Regions from separate parts of the Mus musculus genome. Here region 2 is linked to region 1. A link is a contact called in public Hi-C data. All regions are on one chromosome and are shown on one strand. Each heading gives the region's core, a stretch centred on a gene start, on an enhancer-like site or on the middle of the called end of the contact. The rest is flanking DNA. Distances are from core to core; before and after follow the strand shown. Region 1 has its middle 33 kb from the start of Gm35450. Region 2 holds the start of Med4 (mediator complex subunit 4).

Region 1 (6,949 bases), core at 1,766-4,265:
GGCTCAGAAAGGAGAGGATGAAGCAGGGGGAAAAGATTTGGACATAAGGACATCTGAAAAGACCTCCCCATGCCCAGGTGGAAAGGGTTTGTAATCCCAGCACTTGGGAGGCCAGGTCAGGAGGGCCCTCAGGGCTTGCTGGCCAGCTAGCATAATGAGCTAACCGCAGATCTCTCCAGAAGATAGAGTCCCACTTCAAAAAGAAAGTGAGCTGGCTGGAGAGTTCGCTCAGTGATAGAGAGCTGGCCTAGCGTGCAGGAGGCCCAAGTTTCAACCCTAGTACTCTGAAAAAAAACAAACAAGCAAGGCCAATGGATCCAGAGGAAAGGCACTCAAAGCAGATCTGGGTCTTCACAGGCATGGACACACACAGGTCACTAGTCTTAAAGCTTTTTGGGAGAAGGGTGTCTTTTTTGTTTTAATATAAGAGAAAATTCTTCCTTTCCCCCTAGAGAAACTGATCTCTACCTTTTTTTTTAAGTTTTTTTTTTAAAAAGATTTATTTATTTTTTATTATATGTAAATACACTGTAGCTGTCTTCAGACACACCAGAAGAGGGAGTCAGATCTCGTTACGGATAGTTGTGAGCCACCATGTGGTTGCCGGGATTTGAACTCAGGACCTTCAGAAGAGCAGTCAGGTGCTCTTACCTGTTGAGCCATCTCACCAGCCCCCTACTGATCTCTACCTTAAAGGCACCTGAAGTTCCATCATTGGCGACGCCTTCCTTTGTGTATTGCAGGTGACCCGACATTTTAGTGGCTTCAATCAGAAGGCGAATACTCGAATACTCATGAGGCTGATAAACAATTTCCACTGGCATCAGAATCTTTTACAAATACATTTTCTGCAGCCTGTGCACATACACACTCCATCCCCCAACCCAAACTACAGCTACAACCCTTCTGCCACAGTTGAATTCCTCATGTCTCTGGCTACTTCCAGGCCCTTGATACAGTTGACTTCCACTGTAGGCAACGGTTTGGCTACTGCAAGCTGAACCAGCAGTGTGTAGCTAAGAAGGAAAAAGAAGAAAAACAAGAAAGAGTTGTGTATGTGTGTTGGGGGGGGGGCGCGTTGTTATTTATTGTTGTTGGGTTGTTTAGTTTTTCAAGATAGCGCTTCTCTGTATAGCCCCAATTATCCTGGAACTCAATCTGTAAATCAGCGATTCACCTGCTTCTGCCTCCCAAGTGCGGGATTAAAGGGGTTGCCACCACACTTTAAACAGACAGTTGTTTCATTTTGTTGTTTGCTTTCTGGCCCAGCAAGATGGCACCCTGGAGGAACAGGGAAGTGAGCGCTCACAATGCAAATGGAGCAAACTGAATTCGATCCCTGGAACCTACATAAGGTGACAGGAAAGAGCCAATTCTAGTCAGGCGTGGTGGCGCATGCCTTTAATCCCAGCACTCGGGAGGCAGAGGCAGGCAGATTTCTGAGTCTGAGGCCAGCCTGGTCTACAGAGTGAGTTCCAGGACAGCCAGAGAAACCCTGTCTCAAAAAACAAACAAACAAAAAGAAAGAAAAAAAAAAGAGCCAATTCTGAGAGTGTTCTGTGACTTCCACATGTGTTCCCACACAAGACACATCATGAACACACGTGTACAATAATCCAAGCTTAGAATGCCCCCACGCACGGTCTGCACCAGGGTCAGCGCCGATACTTTCCTCCATTAAATAAGTCCTTGCTCCTCTACCCCTTTGCCCTTCACTCTTTTTTTCTCTGTTGCAATCCCCCCATCCCTTTCTCCTCTTCACTCAAAAGGCAACAACATATCAGGATGCAATTTGCATGGTGTTTCAGTGACTTAATCATTTTGTATTTTCTTTCCATGTCAGCTTTATATTTTGCTCAACCATGTAGTTATTTCATAGTGTTGGATTGTTATTGTTGTTGTTGTTGGGTCAGTGACTGCAATAGAAAAAGACTAGTCCCTTACCTCTGTCACATGACAGTGAGACTGAAGGAGGCAGTGCTCAGGTGTCAAGGACCACAGGGACATTGGCAAGTGTTAAAGGGCAGAAATAGATGACCTTGGAGTCAGGAAAAAAAGAAGAAAAATCCCAAGATTTCCATTCCGTGGGATTTGCAGAGAACAAACTGATCATCTGCCCTGGCCAAATTTACACGGGGAATTGGTAGCTAGAAATTTCATAGTTTGTTCTCTACTTAGATTCTACCCATGAGTCCTTGAATGGAGTCTAACAGAGAGCCCAGAGTTATCCTATAGACTTGGGACAATAGCAAAGTGCCTGCCTTCTTCCATGCTGGCCTCCCTTGCACTCCTTTAGGGCATACATGGCCCTGGAGAGATGACTTGGCAGCTAACAGCCATTACTGCTCTTACAGAGATCCTCACTTTGGTTCCTACCATTACATGGTGGCTCACAATCGCCTGCTAGTCCACCTCGAGGGGATCCTTTATGCTTTTCTGGACACACACACGCACACACACACACACACACACACACCATACCCCACACACACACACCACACACACACACACCATACCACACACACACACACACACCATACCACACACACACACACCATATCACACACACACACACACACACACACACACACACACCACACCACATACACACCATACCACACACACACACACACCATACCACACACACACACACCACCAGACATGCATACAACTAAAACCCATTTTTATAAAAATCTCAATAAAAGCTGTATAGATAAAAATCAAGTAAAACCTAACCCCAAGAACCCTGCCAAGAGCAAAGAGCCTCCGCAGGCCCACAAAGGTAGTGTGTGCAGTGCAGGCATGAACAGGAAGATATCTCCAGCTCCATCCCATGTTCAGCAGCAGTGGGGGACAGGGACAAGTTACTTCCCCCAAGTTGTTTCTCAGCCCCAGCTGGTGAAGCCTTCCTCATCTGCCCCCAACGCTGGAAGTGTTTTTGTTAGTCATAGGGTGAGCACGTCCAGCCCCTGGGTTCACTCAGCTGCAGAGGGCTCCATTCTGCAAAGAAAATGCAATATAGAGTTGCTTGCCCTCTGACCACTTCCTCAGACCAGCATGTGACACAGCTGCTGTTGGCCACAGTCAGCTGTCTGGAATTCCTTTTTTTTTTTTTTTTTTTTTAAAGTCACATCTCGATTTGAAACAGTGATCATTGAAGGTCCACTACCTACAGATTCTGATTTCAAGATTAGCTCTCTGTAAAAAAAAAAAAAAAAAAAAAGAGTGGCCCAATCATTTTTCTCAGTAGAAACTGAGAAACTCACATGGAATGTGCTCATTATTCTGATAGATGTGGGTAATAGCAAAACTGATACAGGAAATAGTCAAGACTATCACACCAGAGTTCTGTTGAAAGCAGAGGCCTGAAAATAGTTTAAATCTTGACTCATTTGAAGAGAAGGAGGAAGAGGAGAGAGGGGAGGAGGAGGAGGAGGAGGAGGAGGGGGAAGAGGAGGAGGAGGAGGAGGAGGAGGAGAAGAAGAAGAAGAAGAAGAAGAAGAAGAAGAAGAAGAAGAAGAAGAAGAAGAAGAAGAAGAAGAAGAAGAAGAAGAAGAAGAAGAGAAGAAGAAAAAGAAGAAATAGTGAAATCAACAAATTGGGTAAGTTCCTTTCTCAACTGTCATGAGAAATTCTGTGGTCCCTGACCCATGCTAACCTGGTTGAGGGCCAGCAGAGCAGCCCACAAGGCAGCAGAAAGAGTTCTTTTTCATGTAAATGGCACATACCAGCCTTGCATTTTTCTGTTGTGTAAGACAGCAGATGCTGGCGAGGATGTGGAGAAAGAGGAACACCTCCATTGTTGGTGGGATTGCAAGCTTGTACAACCACTCTGGAAATCAGTCTGGTGGTTCCTCAGAAAATTGGACATAGTACTACCAGAGGATCCAGCAATACCTCTCCTGGGCATATATCCAGAAGATGTCCCAACCAGTAAGAAGGACACATGCTCCACTATGTTCATAGCAGCCTTATTTATAATAGCTAGAAGCTGGAAAGAACCCAAATGCCCCTCAACAGAGGAATGGATACAAAAATGTGGTACATTTACACAATGGAGTACTACTCAGCTATTAAAAAGAATGAATTTGTGAAATTCCTAGGCAAATGGTTGGACCTGGAGGGTATCATCCTGAGTGAGGTAACACAATCACAAAAGAACTCAAATGATATGTACTCACTGATAAGTGGATACTAGCCCAGAAACTTAGTATAGCGAGATATAAGGTACAATTTGCAAAACACATGAAACTGAAGAAGAACAAAGACCAAAATGTGGACACTTTGCCCCTTCTTAGAATTGGAAACAATCACCCATGGAAGGAGTTACAGAGACAAAGTTTGGAGCTGAGACAAAAGAATGAACCATCTAGAGACTGCCATATCCAGAGATCCATCCCATAATTAGCCTCCAAACAATGACACAATTGCATACACTAGCAAGCGTTTGTTGCAAGGACCATGATATAGCTGTCTCTTGTGAGACTAGGCTGGGGCCTAGCAAACACAGAAGTGGATGCTCACAGTCAACTATTGGATGGATCACAGGGCCTCCAATGGAGGAGCTAGAGAAAGTATCCAAGGAGCTAAAGAGATCTGCAACCCTGTAGGTACAACATTATGAACTAACCAGTACCCCAGAGCTCTTGACTCTAGCTACATATGTATCAAAAGATGGCCTAGTTGGCCATCACTGGAAAGAGATGCCCATTGGACAGGCAAACTTTATATGCCCCAGTACAGGGGAACGCCAGGGTCAAAAAATGGGAATGGGTGGGTAGGAGAGTGGGGGGGGGGGTGTGGGGGACTTTTGGGATAGCATTGGAAATGTAATTGAGGAAAATACGTAATAATAAAAAAATTTGCTGGCAACAAATAAAAAAATAAAATAAAATAAAAGGTACAACCCCAAAGCAGAGGGCAAGATGAAATTGCAGTTATAATGCTGAGGTGACCACATCGTCCCATGGGGCTTCTAGGGTGGATTCCACCAAGCACTGGGGTATATTTCCAAAGGTTGTGGTTTTCCCGAACTGGGTACATGTCTGTGCTGTGACTGGTTTATAGTGGATCACAAGGGTTAGCTCTGGGTGTCTCAGCCAAATCCAAGTTCAGTGGTGGGAATATTTACACCACAGATATTGAAAAATGCTAAAAATGGATGCTTTGAATGGTGGATGTAGGGAGATAGTCATTAAAACTTTCCTGGCACAGTACTACTACAGCAGGGTAGTGCCATACCCTGAGAGAGAGGGACTGCAGGAAAGAGAGTCTGGTCTTTAGTTTTGAGTTAAAGTCCTGATCATCATTTTCACTGGTGCTAAGTTAAGATGAAGTTTACACAACACAAAATTCACTTTTAAAGTGCTCACTCAAGCCTATGTGCTATTTCCTTGTTATTCTTCATTAAATTCTTATTCAATTTCATCACTACACTTTTTTATTAGATATTTTCTTTATTTACATTTCAAATGTTATCCCCTTTCCTGGTTTCCCACCCGAAAACTCCCTATCATATACCCCCTCCCCCTGCTCACCAACCCACCCACTCCTGCTTCCCTGTCCTGGCATTCCCCTACACTGGGACATCAAGCCTTCTCAGGACCAAAGGCCTCTCCTGCCATTGGTGTCCAACAAGGCCATCCTCTTCTACATATGCAGCTGGAGCCATGGGTCTCTCCATGTGTACTCTTTGGTTGGTGGTTTAGTCCTTGGGAGCTCTGGGGGTACTGGTTGGTTCATATTGTTGTTTTTCCTATGGGGCTGCAAGCTCCTTCAGCTCCTTCAGTCCTTTCTCTAGCTCCTCCATTGGGGACCTTGTGCTCAGTCCAATGGTTGGTTGAGAGCATCTACCTCTGTATTTGTCAGGCACTGGCAGAGCCTCTCAGGAGACAGCTATATCAGGTTCCTGTCAGCAAACACTTGTTAGCATCCACAATAGTGTCTGGGTTTGGTGACTGTATATAGGATGGATCCCCAGGTGGAGCAGTCTCTGGATGGTCATTTATTCAGTCTCTACTGTACGCTTTGTATCTCCACCCTTGGGTATTTTGTTCCCCTGTCTAAGAAGGACCAAAGTATCCATACTTTGGTCTTCCTTCTTTTTGAGCTTCATTTGGTCTGTGAATTGTATCTTGGGTAGATGCTGTCGAGGATATGAATAGAGAGGGACACTCCTCCACTGCTGGTGGGATTGCAAGCTGGTACAACCGCTCTGGAAATCAGTCTGGCGGTTCCTCAGAAAATTGGACATAGTACTACCCGAGAACCAGATGCTCCAACATGTAATATGGACACATGCTCCACTATATTCACAGCAGCCTTATTTATAATAGCCAGAAGCTGGAAAGAACCCAGATGTCCCTCAACAGAGGAATGGATACAGAAAAATGTGGTACATTTACACAATGAAGTACTACTCAGCTATTAAAAACAATGAATTCATGAAATTCCTAGGCAAATGGATGGAACTAGAAAATATCATCCTGAGTGAGGTAACCCAATCACAAAAGAACACACATGGTATACACTCACTGATAAGTGGATATTAGCCCTGAAGCTCAGAATATCCAAGATACAAATCATTACACTTTTTGAATTATGTCTCTGTGTACATGCACACGGACATGTGCCATGACACATGACTGTGGAGGTCAGTATTTGCTTTTTACCATTTGGCTTCTAGGGATTGAACCTAGGTCATTAGACTTGGCAGAAGGTGTGTTTGTCCACTGAAGCAATGTGACAGCCTTGAAATATTATATTTAATTTTGAGCAAGAGATATGGTTCAAAATGTAGACACTGCAAAAGGTAGTCAGTAATTTTTTAAAGGTCTCTACCACCAATCCTTCCTTTAGACAACAGATGTCTTTTTCATAAATGATCTGAAAATAGTAAATAAGCAAATAAATATTTAAATTAAGCACATGCATACATAGAAATGTTGCT
Region 2 (6,949 bases), core at 2,803-5,302, 68 kb before region 1:
ACCTTAAAAATGGCAGCTCCCCCCCCCCCCACACCCTGCGCTCGAGCACACACACAAACTAAGATAACAGACCCCTCAGAAGAGAATGAAGCAGCTCCCTCTCTCAGGACCATCCATCAACTCACCAGGATCTGCTCGGCCTCTTTCAGCTGTTTCTGCAGCTGCTGAATATCACTGTCTCTCTTCTCTACTTCTTTCTCTAAAGCCTGCATTTCGTGGTGAACTTTTCCCTGATTAAGTGCTAATTTCATTAGTTCTTGGAAGTCCCCATCTCGGTGAATTAGCAACTCCAAGACCTGTAGAGTAACAGTTGATTCCATCAGACAACAGGATTATCAAGGCTACCACCAGGAGATAATCTATAATTGAATTGGCTAGGTTTATACATTTTAACACCTTGAAATATTCTTAATCAGCATGCCATTTGTGGTTATTTTGGGAAACAGTCTTAATACCAAGAAGTGCCATTCATTCTGCTCCTCTTCCATAAAGAACAAATCTTTCAGCAGTAGTACCATGCCAAATTTCAGATTTGTTCACCTTCCAAGGATAAAATTTTTAAATTTATCCTTAACATACAATGGAACTAAAAAACAAACAATCAAACAAAAAAACCTCCTCTAAAATCTAATGCTTTCAGGCGGCAAGTTTAACAGGCAGTAAGAGACTTAAAAACTTTGAAATGTAATTGCACTGATATATTAGAAGCTATATGACACCCAGTACTGCTTAGAATGCAGGTAGTCTGAAGAATGAGGTGGTTAAAAACACAGTACAATTGAATAGATGGTATACAGATATGGCAAAAGGCCACAAAGGTTAATACCCAACAGGAGCCTGGGGTTCAGTTTGCAGCCCTTCATTTGCTAGTAGTACGACATAGGAAAAATCACTGCCTTGCATGAGCCCATTTTTCTCCTCTAGCGAGAAAGATTCACTAATAACAGCATTTATTAAATAGTGTTAGTACAGGCCAGGCTGTTCTCAAGACTCGTGACATAATGCATGTTATAACACAAGAGCTCAGCAGGCCAGGCATGGTGACACCTGTAACCCCAGCACTGAGGTAAACGCAGGAGAATCACTGAGTTCAGGGCAAGCCTAGGCTACATAAAAACTCATCTTAAAAAAAAAGACAAGGAGCTGGATAGTGGTGGTGGAGTACAACACACACCCCTTAATTTAAATCCACTATTTTTCATAGGTTTTAATAATTATCATTACTGTTAACATAAAGATAGTGAAATCTTAAAGATAAGGAGGCAGGATGGCGGTTCCCAAAGGGTGCAGGTGTGAGATATGACACTGGAAAAATACACTTGGATCTGGGCCTGGGTGGCAGCTCCCTGTTATCTGCACCATCAGGGAGCTCTCAGCACTACTCCCAATAGGCCACCCAGTGCCACCATTGGCAGCAGCCAGCTCGCCTGCACACACTCCTCCAGAGCCAGCTCCACTGTGCTGCCCAGTCAAGGGACTGGGCCAGCTCTCCTGCTCTCACACCCTAAGGGCTGGCTCACCCATACCTTCACCATCAGCTCTAGCTCAGGTGGTGCAGACCCACCCTCCTGAGTGCTACAGCTAGGGAGTGGGCAAGGCTAAGTCTCCTATATTCATGCCTTGGGGCCGACTCTCCAGACTACCACAGATGACAGGGGAAGAGGGGGAGGGCATCACCCCTGCACCCACACCACCTCATAACAGACAAGTGGCAGGGCCCACTCTCCAAAGTGCTGCAGGCAGCAAGGGGCAGGGCCAGCTCTCTCAACTACTGTAGGTGGTAAGGGGCATTCCCCCCCACACCCAGGAAACCTCACAGTAGATGAATGGCTGGGCCAGCTCGGGGCTGGGTCACCTATGCTCCCCCACCCAGGGACAGCTCTACTGTGCCGTCCTGGTGAGGTGCGGCGTCAATTCTCCTAAGCGCTGTAGCCATCAGGAAGCAGGGCAGCTCACCCACTCTTATGACCCTGTGGTGACCAGAGTATGTTTTAGAGTATCCAAGGCTACATACAAAGAGAAACCTTGTCTTGAACACTACCCCTCCACACACACACACACACACACACACACTCCAAAAAGAGAAAGGAAGAAAGCACAGGGAAGGAAAGGAAAGAGAATGGATGAACAGTATACATAGCGTGTAAGAGTGAGAGGATCTTTGATTTCCATTCAAGTTTCACGGGGATAAAGCAGCAACATACAGGTGTTTATAATAACAACTTCCTCCCAGCATTCTATCTTTGTCTCCATTTTGTAAGGTTGTGTTGATTAACTCAAAAGTAAGGAATAAAATTTGTATCCAGACCAGGAAGAACGTCAACTCACAGCGATGTGTCTCCCTGGGACACTCCGGTGCTGGGATTTAAGGTGTGAGCCACTATGTATGGCTGGGAACTTTCATAGGCACTGTGTTACATAAGTGCTATAAAGAAAAGTATCAATGTGCCGGGCACACTGACACGGACCTTTATTAATCCCAGAACTCGGAGGCAGAGGCAGGCCAAGGGCTGTGGGTTTGAGACCAGCCTGGTCTACGGAATTACAGAACAGGCAGTGAGACAATCTCAGAAAAACCCAAAAATAAAATAATGCTTTTTTTTTTTTTTTTTTAAGTATCAACTTAAAAGACTTCAAGAAGCATCCCTACTCTCACACAAAATAAATATGAACTTTCAAACATTAACTTATCTCTCTTATTTTTTTTTCAAGAAAGGGTTTATCTGTGCTGGCTGCCCTAGAACTCCCTCTGTAGACCTGGAAGTCAGAGATCCACCTGCCACTCCCCCACAAGTGGTGGGATTGAAGGTGCGAGCCACCACTGCCCGGCATTAATAACTTTTTAATAAAAAACAAACAAACAACAACAAAAAGTTTACCTGGTTTTCCTCTTCCAGCTGTAATAGCTTCTGATTTCTTGAAATTGCAAGCATTTCTATGAGTTCCCTAAAAGAAAAACACCCATCACGGTATGGTGATACTTGCCTGTAAACTCAGTGTTTGGGAGGACTCAGACCAGCCTCAGATATCTAGTGAAACCTTTTCATAACACAGTAGAAACACAAAAGAAACTGTTTAAATTGCTCCCTGCCCCAACCGATTGTTGGGTTTATGGTCCTCCTAACATGCTGGACTCTCATGGTGACTACAAACACTTCAGCATTCGCTGGCTAACTGCACGTGATAAAGACTCAGCTGTGATTTACAAGAAAACCTCCTGACTCAACTATGTAGGTCTGTAGGCCAATAGTGCTGCCATTTGTGTAAATTATGTTTTCTTGTAAGACGGTGGCCATGGCTGCCTTCCCTTGATAAGACTTCAACTGATAGATTTAAGACTATCACGACGATGTGGAGTGTGACATCCAATTTACTCTATCTCGGCCACACACCAGCCAACCCCACTGTGCCCTGCCTGATGTTTCCAGGCTTTTTCAGATGATGGGCTATCTATCAGACGCCTAACAAATCTGATTTGACTAGCAGCCCATTTCTTGGGGACGTGTGCCCTGCTACCACCAGAATAGGAATCCCATCGGTGGACTGCAGGAGGCTGCGGCTCAACCCTTAGAAATCTGGTCCATAGCGTTTTAACACATTTGTCTCTCCTGTCACCCTGGGCTCCTTCGTGTTGGCATCTAGCCTCCCCTTGACTACTGGGGGGAAGCGTGCTTTTAAATGTCTGTTGCGTGTCAATGACTGAGGGGGCTCGGATCTGCCCCTCTTACCGGCTACTAAAGTTTTGACTGCCTTGGTTTCCAGGTCATGTGACTGAGATGTCCCCTTGGCGGGGAAATGCGGCCCAAAGCCCCCGAAGGCCCTAGACCCCACGTCCAACGGAGCCTCCCAAGCCCGCCTACCCAAGTCAGCGCCCACAGCCGAGCCGGCCGGAGCAGGCTCCCGGGCCGCGGTTACCTCGACAAGACCTCCAGATCTTCCAGCGCAGACAGAAGCCGCTCTCGCGTACTGCCAAGGCCGGCCATTCCCGAAACGCCTCCCATCCGCTCCTTTTCCTTCTCACCACTTGAAGAAGCCGCCATCGCCCCGCTGACCACCAGCCGTCGCATGCGCAGTGTGAGCTAGCCACAGGAGGGGCGGAACCGGAAGAAGGAAAGAAGAGTAATAGAGGTCGGGACGGAGAGGTCCGGCTAGAGCGCCGCCTATGTGCCTGGAGGTGCACTACAGTTCTAGCGCCATCTACAGGGCAAAGGAGGGCTTGTGACTCGTTCCAATCTGACATGCTCCAACCGGACCCAGGATGAGAGATGCAGTTCCCAGTCTCCTGGGTTTTATTTCCTCAGCATCAGTGGAAGGCTTCTAACAAAAGATTTTTTTTTTAAACTGGGGAAATTACATAATTATTAACTTCTATTTTGTCTGTATTCCGATAAAATCCCAGCCATCAAGTTTGGTCTCTCGTGAAGTTGTAGTAAACTTAGAGCAGGAAGTAAAATCTTTTCTTCCCTCCCCATTCCGTTGTTTGGTAGCAAAATACATATAATTGGCCTATAGACCAGGCTGGTCTCGAACTCAAGAGATCTGCCTGCATCTCGAGTCCTGGGGTTAAAGGGGTGTACCACCATGCCCCGCTACTAAAATTCAGTATCTTAACCATTGTATGTGTAGGGTTCACTGCCACTAAATTGCTGTTAAGCAAGGCAGTTGTGAGGCATGCCTTTAATCCCAACACTCAAGGAAGCAGAGGCAGGCAGATCTCCTGAGTTAGAGACTAGCCTGGTCACAGAGTGACTTCCAGGACAGCCAGGGTTACACAGAGAAACCTCGTCTCAAAACAAAACAAACAAACAAAAAATTGCGGCTAAATAACATCCCCAAAACTCTTCAACTTGTAAAATGTAAAAAAGGTGTGCTCATGAAGGTCTGACTTCCCGTTCCTGAAAACCACACTGTACTTTCTGTTTGTCTGGCTATTCTATGCATTTTGAATGAGTAGAATCACATGTTCTAGTTTGGGGCTTGGGGGTTTGCTTGTTATTATTTTTTGGTTTTGGGGGATTTGGGCTTTGTTTGGTTGGCTTGCTTTCTTTCTTTCTTTCTTTCTTTCTTTCTTTCTTTCTTTCCTTCTTTTCAGACCGAATCTTGTTGTGTAAACTAGTCCTAAACTAAGAAGGAACTCACTTTCTCATTACAGCCTACTGAATGCTGAGCCCCTATAGCAGGCTGATTCATTTAGCATAATGCTATCATGGTTCATGTACATTGGAATAGGTGCCAGAATACCCCTCCCTTGAAGTCTGAATAATACTTCCTGTATGTGCTAACCGTACCCCCTATCAGATGGCATTTAGCTGGGTTACCTTCTTGGTTTTCGGAACTCATCTTTAGGCCTGTATATCTTCCAACAAACTGCTCTGCTCTTTATTCAAGGTGACTGTTGAAATGAATGAATCAATAGTGTAAACTGTCATTCAAGAAAATAGTGTAGGGCTAGAGAGATGGCTCAGAGGTTAAGAGCACTAACTGCTCTTCCAAAGGTCCTGAGTTCAAATCCCAGCAACCACATGGTGGTTCACAACCATCCATAATGAGATCTGATGCCCTCTTCTGGTGTGTCTGAAAACAGCTACAGTGTACTCACATATAATAAATAAACAAATCTCTAAAAAAAAAAGAAAGAAAGAAAGAAAGAAAGAAAAGAAAAGAAAAAAAGAAGAGAAAAGAAAAGAAGAGAAGAGAAAAGAAAAGAAAAGAAAAGAAAAGAAAAGAAAAGAAAAGAAAAGAAAAGAAAAGAAAAGAAAAGAAAAGAAAAAGAAAATAGTGTAAATCATCTGCAAAGCACCTAATTCCAAGGCAGGCCTGGGTGTCAACACTGAAGCTGCACCTCCTCCCACTCCTGCAGAGATCAACACAGCAGGGAACTTTCCCTACCTAGGCTCCAGTTATTGGCAGTGGGGACTCCATGCTGAGTCATGTTGCTGTTATCAAAAATAAGGTGCCATTCACAGGCAGTGGTCATGACTGTGTGCTGTCTTCATTTCAGGTCTAGTCCTGCCCACTGTCCTGTGGAGTCCGACTCAAGAACTCCAGAGCTGGCAATCCCCGGGGAGACTCATGTTTATAAATCCACTCATAAGCAAAGCTGTGTAATTCGGAATGTCAATGAAAAAAGAATGGTGCGGAGCGCATTTCCCCATAAAGAAACCTACAGGAAAGCCCGTGACCGCAATAGTTGTTTGGTGAACTTGAATTAGAACAAATGAGGGGAGGTTCCACACTTGGTGCAGCCTCGAGACTGTGTGTCTCCAGAGTGTGGGGAGATCTGTGTTAGAGATCAGAACATTTGTGCTCACGAGACAGGGTGCCTCCTTCCTTATACAGTGCAAGGGACGCACGGATTGCTTTTGTTTTCTGCCCTTCCCCTATCTCTTTGGTCCCTTCCTGTGAGCACATCAATCAACAGACATCATAATGAATTTTATTTATAAACGGGGGGGGGGGGGGGGGGAGCGCCTAACAAAAACATACAAAAGTTTAACCCCATTGCCTCCAGAGCCTCACGTTCTACCACGTGCAGCTCCATGGAGGGAATTACTTTCACCGTTTGCTCCCCAATTTTAAGATGCCATACATATACCCTGTGGTTTTACTGGATTCCTTTATGAACGTATTTCTTTCCTACGATGATGAATCAAGATTCCACGGCTCACCAACGCCCCGCCCCCTTTCCTCTGTCACCGTAGGATGACGTATTCTATGATATCCAGGATGCGCACACGCTCCACTGTTATTTGCATGTTTCTATGTGGTTATCACTCGCATCAGAGATCCAACACAAAGCTCTGCAGAGATTTCTACAGAGAAGACTTTCAAAAGACAGATATGTAGTTCTGCTCGATGAAAACTTTTCTTCGTTATACATTTATGATTTTTTAAAATTTTTTTTTTGAGACAAGATCTCAACTACATAACTTTGGCTGCCCTAGAATTT

What was found. Hi-C and Micro-C count contacts between places; a contact is called where the count stands out from the background.
Region 2: a Hi-C map of B cells shows a contact between it and region 1, with 11 read pairs. The contact joins the promoter of Med4 here to the enhancer-like site in region 1. A contact is called at or near these places in 1 of 15 datasets of contacts at CTCF or cohesin (CD8 T cells), 2 of 484 Hi-C or Micro-C datasets (B cells and the N1E-115 cell line) and 1 of 9 other capture datasets (adipose tissue).

What each region holds. Positions count from the first base shown.
Region 1 is chr14:73,438,142-73,445,090 of GRCm38.p6, reverse strand. No RefSeq gene overlaps it. Among named protein-coding and RNA genes, the nearest start is that of Gm35450, 33 kb to the left of the region's middle. Within about 2 kb of position 3,015, at least 124 of the 459 cell types and tissues checked have an H3K27ac peak or open chromatin away from gene starts, as enhancers often do. A contact at or near this core is called in B cells, CD8 T cells and adipose tissue, where this site is marked.
Region 2 is chr14:73,507,152-73,514,100 of GRCm38.p6, reverse strand. Med4 (mediator complex subunit 4) reads right to left here and starts at 4,052. Exons shown (of 7, transcript NM_026119.3): 1 at 3,916-4,052; 2 at 2,880-2,946; 3 at 126-296. The coding sequence starts at 4,040.